Regions from separate parts of the Mus musculus genome. Here region 2 is linked to region 1. A link is a contact called in public Hi-C data. All regions are on one chromosome and are shown on one strand. The core of a region is the stretch at or near the end of the contact, and the rest is flanking DNA. Distances in the headings are between cores, read along the strand shown.

The links. A called contact is a pair of places that touch in the nucleus more often than the background predicts.
Region 2: a Hi-C map of Th1 cells shows a contact between it and region 1, with 1.5 times the contacts expected there. The contact joins the enhancer-like site here to the promoter of Efhd1 in region 1. A contact is called at or near these places in 1 of 15 datasets of contacts at CTCF or cohesin (CD8 T cells), 14 of 484 Hi-C or Micro-C datasets (the 63-12 cell line, CD8 T cells, Th1 cells and 9 more), 11 of 115 datasets of contacts at active chromatin or transcription factors (CD8 T cells, bone marrow-derived dendritic cells, bone marrow-derived macrophages and 5 more) and 3 of 9 other capture datasets (adipose tissue, embryonic stem cells and liver).

What each region holds. Positions count from the first base shown.
Region 1 is chr1:87,261,676-87,266,358 of GRCm38.p6, forward strand. It overlaps Efhd1 (EF hand domain containing 1), which reads left to right and starts at 2,678. Exons shown (of 4, transcript NM_028889.3): 1 at 2,678-3,079. The coding sequence starts at 2,775.
Region 2 is chr1:87,375,367-87,380,049 of GRCm38.p6, forward strand. Gigyf2 (GRB10 interacting GYF protein 2) reads left to right here. Exons shown (of 29, transcript NM_146112.4): 7 at 3,606-3,717; 8 at 4,602-4,642. Among named protein-coding and RNA genes, the nearest start is that of Kcnj13, 17 kb to the right of the region's middle. Within about 2 kb of position 2,820, at least 15 of the 459 cell types and tissues checked have an H3K27ac peak or open chromatin away from gene starts, as enhancers often do. A contact at or near this core is called in CD8 T cells and Th1 cells, where this site is marked.

The DNA of each region.
Region 1 (4,683 bases), core at 1,428-3,927:
TGTGCACATGTGCACACAGATATGTATATGTGAATGTGTGTGTGGTGCCCACACATGTCAGAAGATGATGTTGGATCCCCTGGAACTGGAGTTATAGGTGGGTATGAGCCACTCAGTGTGGGCGCTGGGAACTGAACCCAGGCCCCTAGGAAGAGCAGCTAGTGCTTTTAATTACTGAGCCATCTTTCCAGCTTTGCCTAATAGCTTAAAAAAAAAAAAGCCCAACTTTTTATTGATTCTTGGCCTAATAGCTTTTAAATCATACTGTTTACCACTTTGATCCCAACACTCAGGAGGCAGAGCCAGGCAGACAGCCCTCTGTGAGTTTAAGGCCAGCCTGGTCTACATAGTGAGTTACAGAACTACAAAAAAATAGTTATTTATTTTGTATATGCATGTGAGCGGGTGTGTGCTTGCCATGGTGGACATGTGTGAGGGTCAGAGGACACCTCTCTGCAGTTATATCTCTCCTTCAGGGTGGGTCCTAGAGACAGAACTCAGGCTGTCAGCAAACTCCTTGTAACTGTCTCCTTGGAGATCAAAACATTTCATCCTGAGGGAGGTAAAAACAACAAAAGAGCTTGAAGAAGTCCCTGAAACTGACTAGATTCACTTGGCACCTTCCTGCCAGAGTGAACAACTCAGTGGCAAAGAAGTCTTTCAGATGAGCCTAGGCACCAAGACTCAGACATGCTGAGCTGCAAAGACGACTCTCAGAGGAGAAAAGCTGCAGAGAGGACTCAGACCAGACCCGGCTGCCTGGAAGAAACAGAAACCAGCTTGGAATGAACTCTACCCAATCTGTTGAGCCCCTACCGGCTGTGCAGTGTGCTCCAGGTCCCCAGCTTTGTGAGCTGTCACTCACACTGGGGTGGGCTTTGGTGATGCAGCTGTCTTCGAGTCATTTCTGTTCCTGTAAGTGACCCCAGTAAAACTGGTTGGTTTGCCAAGTTGGACTTTGGTGATACCTGGTCTGTTGAGGGCTCCCCATCTAGGAAGAGTAGATGAGTGTGTTTTGTCTCCTCAGGAAAAGTTTTGTCACACAACATACTTTTCCCTATGGCTTTAGAAACACACACACACACACACACACACACACACACACACACACACACACGTACACACCACCTTAAAACTTGAACCCATGTTTTTGAAGGGCTGCTACTGAGCTTCACCCCTCATGGTTACCCCCTCCCCTTATAACTGTTTTATTTGATGTTTGATCTTTGAGGCAGAGGGTCTTACTGTGTAAATATAGACATACAGTCCAAGCTGCTAGAGTCGGAGTCCTGCCCCAACCTTCCAAGTAGAATCACAGGCTTATATGAGCCACCATGCACACCAAAAGTACCTTTATTTTTAATGACTTATTTTCTTGAACCACTTTTTAAAAGGTGTGTTTTACTTTGTGGATGCTAGGGATTGAACTCTTTTATGCCTCTTTTATGCTAAGCCCTCTGAGCTCCCCCCCCCAGCTCCCCCTTCCCCCTAACCCTTCCCCCGTTAATTTCTTGTGTTAATTTCTTGTTTGCTTTGTTCCGAAGCAGCGAAGCAGCGGGTCTTGCTGTGAACCCCAGGCTGGCTTCCTACCCTGGAATTCTCTTGTCTAAGCCTTCTGAGTGCTGGAGTTATAGGCGTGTACCCCAACACCCAGCTATTCGAATTCTAATCGAATTACGTTTTCATGAGAGCACGCAATGGCTCTGATTTTTCCCTGTGGCCCCCTAAGATGTGCAGGCAACCAACTCATGCCTTTCAGCGGTGCACACCACCGGGCTCATCACACACACTCCCCAGTCTGTGGCCCAAAACAAGTGGAGCAAAGCTGGTCCCCAGTGCAGCCACTATTGTGTTTACAGCTGCTTCTCCATGTTTGGCTGAGGGAACCCTCATTTGCACCACATCCTTCCTTAGGGAGAATGACGGCGGCTCTACTTGTTTTTACTTCAATCTCCTGTTTCAAAAGTTGCCTTATTTTCAAGCCTTTTCTAACCCCACTCTCCGCAGTGGTGGCTCTCACATTAAAAAAACAAAACAAACAAAAAAAAAGCCATACAGCCAAGATACTTGCCACATTTGGTCCCTTAACAAGACAACCCCCCCCCTTTTTTTTTCCCGGGAATCAGGAGATTTTTCTCACTTTATTTATGTCTAGTATTTTTAGATTGTTGTGGAAACATTTCAATGGTATATGAAAGGCACCTTCGTACTGCCAGGAGCATCTCCTACTCCAGGGCCTTAGGGCGACGACTGCTCGCTACACACGTGGGTGTGTTACCAGGCACGCTTAATTCTCCCATCTCAGAGGGTCCTAGGCCGCGAGCTCCCTGGTTGGAGCGCTTTGGAAGAGAATGGAACTGCCTGAACGGTTGCCAGACTTAACTCCCCAGTGTTTGCAACCAATTCCCTGGGGATCACCAGTTCCCAAAGGGCGGATTCTGGCGGCAAGAGCAAGAGTTGATTTCAGGGTCCATGTCTGGACTGGGGGACGGATTAGCATCAAGTCTCAGCTTATGAGAGGTTTAGGCAAACGCGACCCCTAGGACGCGCAGACACTCCCTTGTCCCCTGTCCAGTAGATAGTCCTACTGCACCCGCGCCTCCTTAAAGCCGCAGCTCCGCCCCGCCCGCCCCGCCTACCCACGGTTCTTTTCAACCGCCGGGCCCCGAGCGATTCCACCGAGCGTCAGAAAGCCACGAGCCCGCAAAGAGCGCACAACTCTCTGTCCCCGTACCGGATCGCGAACCTCAGTTCCATCACCACAACCCGCCATCATGTCCAGCGAGGAGCTGGCCTGCAAGCTGCAGCGCCGGTTGAGACTTGAGGTGCGGGCAGAGACCGACCAGGGCGACCCCCAGCCTGCACCCTGCGATGCCCCAGCCGGGCACCCGGAGCCTGAACCGCCTGCCCGGGCGCCCACAGCCAGCGCGGACTCCGAACTGAACCTCAAGCTGAGCCGCAGGCTGGACATCCACCAGGGTACAGCGCGGCCGGGCCGCTCTAAGGTCTTCAATCCCTACACCGAGTTCCCGGAGTTCAGCCGCCGCCTCCTGAAGGATCTGGAGAAGATGTTCAAAACGTGAGCGCTCGTCCTGCGCCCCCGAAGAACGGGGGATCCGAGACAGGGCACGGGGTGGCCGCGCAGCGAGTGGGACAGTGAGGAAGGAGGTGCAGGCGTTCAGGAGTGCACTGAGCATCTGGCCAAGTGCAGCCAGATCGTGCGCATCAAGTTCATTGCGCGCCATGGGGAACCTCGTCAGGCTGGGGATCTGACCCCGGCGGAGCTCAGAGGGTCCTACTCAAAAGCCCCCTCCCTGAGTCTCCTACTCCCCAGGGCGGGTCCCGCACCCTCCTCCACCCACAGATCCAGAGATTTGCTCCCGGAGCAACTTCTAGGAAGCGAGCCCGGGGCGCACCTCACCTGCCAGCCTTAATTTTATCCCTCAAGGGAGAAATTAGCTGGATTGTCTTTTATCTTATAAAACAAAGGAAACAGTTGACACACGTCTTCAGTAAGGGATGCGAGAAATGAAGGAAGGCTGAGAACAAGGTTGCTTTAAACTCGAAAGACACATAGGCGTCCCTAGACCAGTGCGGGCGGGCGGGGGGTGAGGGGTGGGGGGAGTGGCTGGCGCAGGAGCCTCCTGGGAGCGTCGCCTAGTCAGTTACTCTTCTAACCGGTGAATGGCAGATGCCTCTGGCTGGGAACTGGTGCCTGCCACTAGTCACTAGGGTGCTGCTGGAGCCTCATCACCCCTCAGAAGAGGAGGTCATGCAAAGACCCAGTAGGTGGCCTGTCACGTGAGAGGTCTCTTTGGCCTCATTTCCCCACTTGAAGAGGGAAAGCAGTAATGACTCTTGCTGCTTTTTCCCCTCCCTCCCCCGTTACTTTTCTTTCTAAGCGAGATGTGGTGACATTCTCGTCTAATCCCAACATTTGGTTTTGGGAAGCAGAGGTAATCTCTGAATCCGAGGCCAGCCATGGCTGCATAGTGACATTGTCTCAAAACAAAACAGAACGAAAAACCGCATGTATTTATTTACGGTGAGTGTGTATGCATGAGGAAGTGTCATGGCACATTCGTGGAGGTCAGAGGACACGTTGTGAGAATCAGTTCTCTCCCTCCACCACGCAGGGGTTGGGATCAAACTCAGGTGATAAGACCTGGTAGCAAGTGCTTTTACCAGCTAAGCTGTCTCACTGACCCCTCCTTTGCCTTTTAAGGCCACGAAGTAGTCTGTACACCGAAAACGCCTCACTAAGCTATTAATATTATTTCCAGAATTCGGCCGGGACCGGAAAAGTGGCCAGGTCATGCTTGGGCGTCTTTAAAGTGCTTGGAATGTGTTTGCCCTCACCAAGGAGGTTCTATTTAAAGGCACTATGGCGATCACTGCTTCCACTACTCCCGAGGTCTGCAGAGCACCTCAATACTTGCTGCCTCTCTGGCAGTTTGTTTTCTCAGTACCCTGCTCCCAGCCACTGTTTTCTCTGGGTGCAGTTTGGGCAGCTAAGGAAGGTAGGGTTGGGAGTAGAGAATGAGACTGGGGTGATGGTGGAAAAGCCAGGGAAGGCACCGTGGTTTGACATATCCTGCCCCCCCCCCGCCCCCGTGGTTTTCTTTGGGTTTTATATTCTGTAGGAATGGCTGCTCTGGCCCGGATGTTCACCTGTGTATCACT
Region 2 (4,683 bases), core at 1,570-4,069, 110 kb after region 1:
TGTACGCCTGCAATCCCAGCATTTGGTGATTGCTGTCAGGAGGCTCAGTAGTTCAGGCCCAAATTTTAGTTATATTGACAGTTTAAGGCTAGCCTGAGCTACATTAGGCACCCTCTAGAGCAACAACAACTAACCTGTGGCCCCCGCCTAACAAATACAGTACCCCAGAGCAACAACAGGTAGAAGGAACAAGTGAGGGGTCGATGAGTTGTCTTTTTGTTTGTTTGTTTCTTTGAAGTTAGAGTTTTTGTAACCAGAGCTTGCATAAAGCCCATATGTTGTGACATACAAGTAAATTAGTGTGCTAATGTTGAAGGGTACAGAACTTGTCAAATGGATGCTCTTACCTTTGTGAAAATACTTGGAATGCCATAGTCACAATGGCCTGTAATACTTGTGTCTTTGGGTTTTTACTTAATTTTACCTCTCAGGTTAAATATTGATTACTGTGACTTTTCTTTGGATTGTAGAATCTCTTTCCAACTCAAGGAAAAACTCATATGCAAATCTATTGGTTTCTAGACTTAAAGATATCCTGACCTCGTAATGTTTAAGAGAACAAGGGGCTATGTACTATTGCATTATCTTTCTTTTTTATGTCGTCTGGATGTTAGAAAGAATACATATACTGTCAATTGTACCAGTGGCATTGTTAGGAAGCATATTTTCTCCTTAAAGAATAGGGTAAGCTTTCAGGTAATAGTACAATTCTTCAAGTTGAATAGGCTGATTACATGTTTTTCTGCTTGTTCTTGTGCATGTGAACCACATTTATAGATGACTTAAATGTGGAAAAATCTAGAATCTGGTTTCTCTAATGCTGACTTAGCAGTAAAGCTTCCACCACACAAGCAGGGCTGGAGGTAGTCAGAATTGCAAAACCCAAAATCCATTATATGTATTTTTCTTGATCTCTCCCCCCACCCCCCACCCCCCAGTCTTCCAAGACTTAATGGTTTTGGTCAAGACTAAAATGTTTTTCTCAAAGTGGTTCTACAGAATAGGTTTTCTGGAGTTTACCCCCCCCCCCCCCAAGGGTTTCTCTGTGTAGCCTCTGTGGCTGTCCTGGAACTTACTCTGTAGACTGGGCTGACTGAACCTCAAGAAGTTCACTTGCCTCTGCTTCCCAAGTGCTGGAATAAATACTATTTTTAAAAATTACATTTATGTGTGGGAATGTGTATTTGTGTTCAGGTGGTGTAAGAGACCAGAAGAAGGTACTGGATCCTCTGTAGTTGGAATTAAACAGTTGTAGCCACGTGGTGTGGATACTGGGTGCCAAACTCAGTCCATTCAGTTAACTGCTGGACCATCTATCTAGTCTGGACAAAATTAATCTTGAAAAAGGAGAGGATTTGTTCCTTATCCTAAAGTCACTGTTGTGGAGGAATATTTTCGCGTTAGAGTAGTTACTATTAAATTATTTTAGGATTTTAAATAAAATGTATACATATTCTGAATGTAGGGCAGAGGGAGAAAGCTACTTAAACTGTAAGTTGACTTTAGGTTGACTTAAAAGTAATGAACCTGGAAGATAACTTTGTGATTGTTAGAGTTAAACTGTAGTTTTCACTTTTATTTTATAGACAAAGTGGATACTAGTCTAGTCAAGAGAATATCCTAATATATATTATATAATTTTTTTCAGTATTTTGTAAGAGTCATGGAAGTATTCCTGTAATCTGAGTCAGTTCCTGATAGGTTATGATGAAGTGCATGGGTACTTGAATTCACTTGCTTCATTGGATGTTTCATTCAGAATATATTATTTTCGGGTTAGAGGTGTATTTTTTGTGGTAGAGCTTTTGCCTAGCATTTGCATTGTGCTCTGTTTGGTACCTAGCACCATACACAAAATAAAGCTTTATCATTTTCTTCTGATCATTTTGATCTATGGGAGAAGTTAAGTTTGGGATAGCTGCTAAGGTATTTTTTGTTATAAATGCACCCCAAACTCCCATGCCTCCTCTAGTTTCTTCATTTGTGTCAGTACTGTTCACATGTTCATTGAGTAAACTACAGAATGTCCAAAGCTGAAAGTGCGTGCTACATACATATCTGCATGTGTCTCAGTCACTCTTAGCTGTGCAGCAGTATGGACAACATCACAATATCACCCCCCCCCCCCACTTGAGTATGCTTTTGTCATTCAGTAGCACAGGTCTGAGTTAACATTAGTGCCTTAGTTATGTGGATTTGTATTGTTCTGGGATGTTTCATCAGAATTTATTTAGCCAACTATTATTAGGTTGTTTCTAGTGTTTTGAAATTCAAGTGTTCGTTTTCATACAAATATGTGTCATGCCTTATTTAACAAGACGCGAGCCTCATTAGGTTATTTTATTTTCATTGATATATGAACATTATAATTTACACAGGCTTATATGGTTTAGGTTATTTACTTGGTTTGGCCTCCAGATACAGTTAAAAGACAATGATTACAAGATATATGCTGTTGCTTGTGGTATAAATGGGATATTGTTTTATAGTAAATTTAAAATAAGTACACTTGAAAATATAATATATCCTCAAATAAATAACTTTTCATTGTCACAATCACATACTGTGTACTACATGCTGGCAAATATGCCATGTTTTTAAGTGACTGGCAGTTCAGTAGATTTCTTTAGACCAGCACCATCACAAATAAGTCTCTAGTTACTTCAGAGTTTTCAACTCCATTATAATGTGGTTGAACAGTGAGTGGTTATAGTAAGTCTTATCACTGGTTGAAACTGTATGCATTGCATGATGGTTTACATACTTGTGAGTGCCTCCCTCTCCTTCCCTTTTGTTCTTTTTTTCTTCTTTCCCTTTCGGTCCTTTTCATCTTTCTTAGGCTTTTTGAGTCATTCTTGATGTAACACAAGCTGGCTTTGAGCTGTCAGTTCTCTGTTTCAGCCCCAAATGCTGAGATTATAGGCATGTTCCACCCCACTTGACTCTGTAAAAATGTTTCTACTGGGATAGATTCTGAGCAGAGTCACAGGTTGATAGTTAACCAGATGGCCTTCATTAGAAGCCTGCTAACATTTGATTTGCAAAGCTTTTAAGTCCCTATACTCCAACTACTCTGCGGAATGACTTTAGTGTTGCTAATTTTCCTTACCTCAGTGAAGGATTCTTTTTATCCTGTAAGAATATAGTTCGCAGTCCTACAGTTGTTCAGTTCACTTCTGCTATCTTTTTTCTGGAATTGGATAAAGGAATTTTATCGTGATTGACACTTCCTACTAGAGTTTCTCTCTAGAAGTTCCCCATAGTAAGATTTCCCCAGTAGTTATTGAAAACAATCCATGAAAACATTCAATTTATAATGGTGTACTAGCCTTGGTAGACGCCACTGTGGACCTCGTCACTGATGAGTTTCCTGTTGGTGCTGTGTATTGTTCAGGACTGGGATTCCTTCACGAGTGGTTGGTTTATTTTTTTCATACCCCAGTTCAGTTCTATCAGAGCCATTATGTCTTGCTAAATACTTAAATGTGGCCGTCTTGAAGTGTACAGAGAGATAGAACTTCATAGAGATTAACCTTCAGTGTTGAACATACTTGTTGGATGTTGGTTTCTAACTATTTCCCCTCCCCCTGTTTTCTTATTTTCAGGCAGAGGTAGAGGTGAATGTGGTTTCTACCAAAGAAGTTTTGATGAAGTAGAGGGTGTGTTTGGGCGAGGAGGTGGCAGGGAAATGCATAGATCACAGAGCTGGGAAGAAAGGTAACTAAAGTGTTGAGATTGTAATGTAATTAAGCATTTGCTGGTCTATAAAACTCACCCTAGTGGTATTCTATAGGACTTGCCTGTGTGCCAGTTATTTGACAGGCTGAGGAAGGAGATTCTGGAGTACTGGCTATCCTGCACAATTTAGCAAACTTCTGAACTCAAAATAAAAATGGAAAAAAATGGCTAGGATTCTAACCCATTGGTAGCTCTCTAGGGAGGTTCAGCCCTCAGTACTCCAAACAAAACAAAGCACACCGCGTTCCTTTCATGAGTGGTACAGGGTTGCGTGTTCCTGTGATCCTAACACTTGGGAGGCCAAGACAGAAGAATCATGAGTTCCAGACCAAAATGGGCTGCATGGTGTGACCTAGAGAATCACAGAAGTTGGGTGGGAGTGTTGTCTCCTCTCTAGCCCCTGGCCTTCCCTCAAGAAAGAACATTTTGAAAACACAGAACTTATCCCTTTTCTGCTTTTCCTGAAATTTCTGTACAATAAAACATAATATATAATTCTTACAGTTAAGGATGAGCCTTGATCTCAAAATAAGGGTAGAAGGGTTAAGGTTGTAACAGTGGTGGCTGTCTTGCTCAGCACCCTGAGGTTTAGTACTCAGAACCACAAATGTGGGAAAATATTGCCAAGGTAGTATATATAACATGGTCTGTAATGTTTCCAGGTAAAATAATAATATTCTAGTCATTGGGAGCTAAGGTTTGGTAGGTGGCCAGGTGGAATTTTTGTTCTCATCATTGCTTTCCTATATTTTCTAAATACTAACTGGCAGATCTGCTGCTAAAGGGACTGCAGGAAAGGAGTATCATGATAGGAAATCTATGTTGTTTTTAAGGTGTTTTTGAAATTTATTTTGTCTTTTTAGGGGTGACAGGCGCTTTGAAAAACCAGGAAGAAAAGATGTAGGTAAGGATCTTACTGTTTTGAAATACCTCCTGCACTCTCCT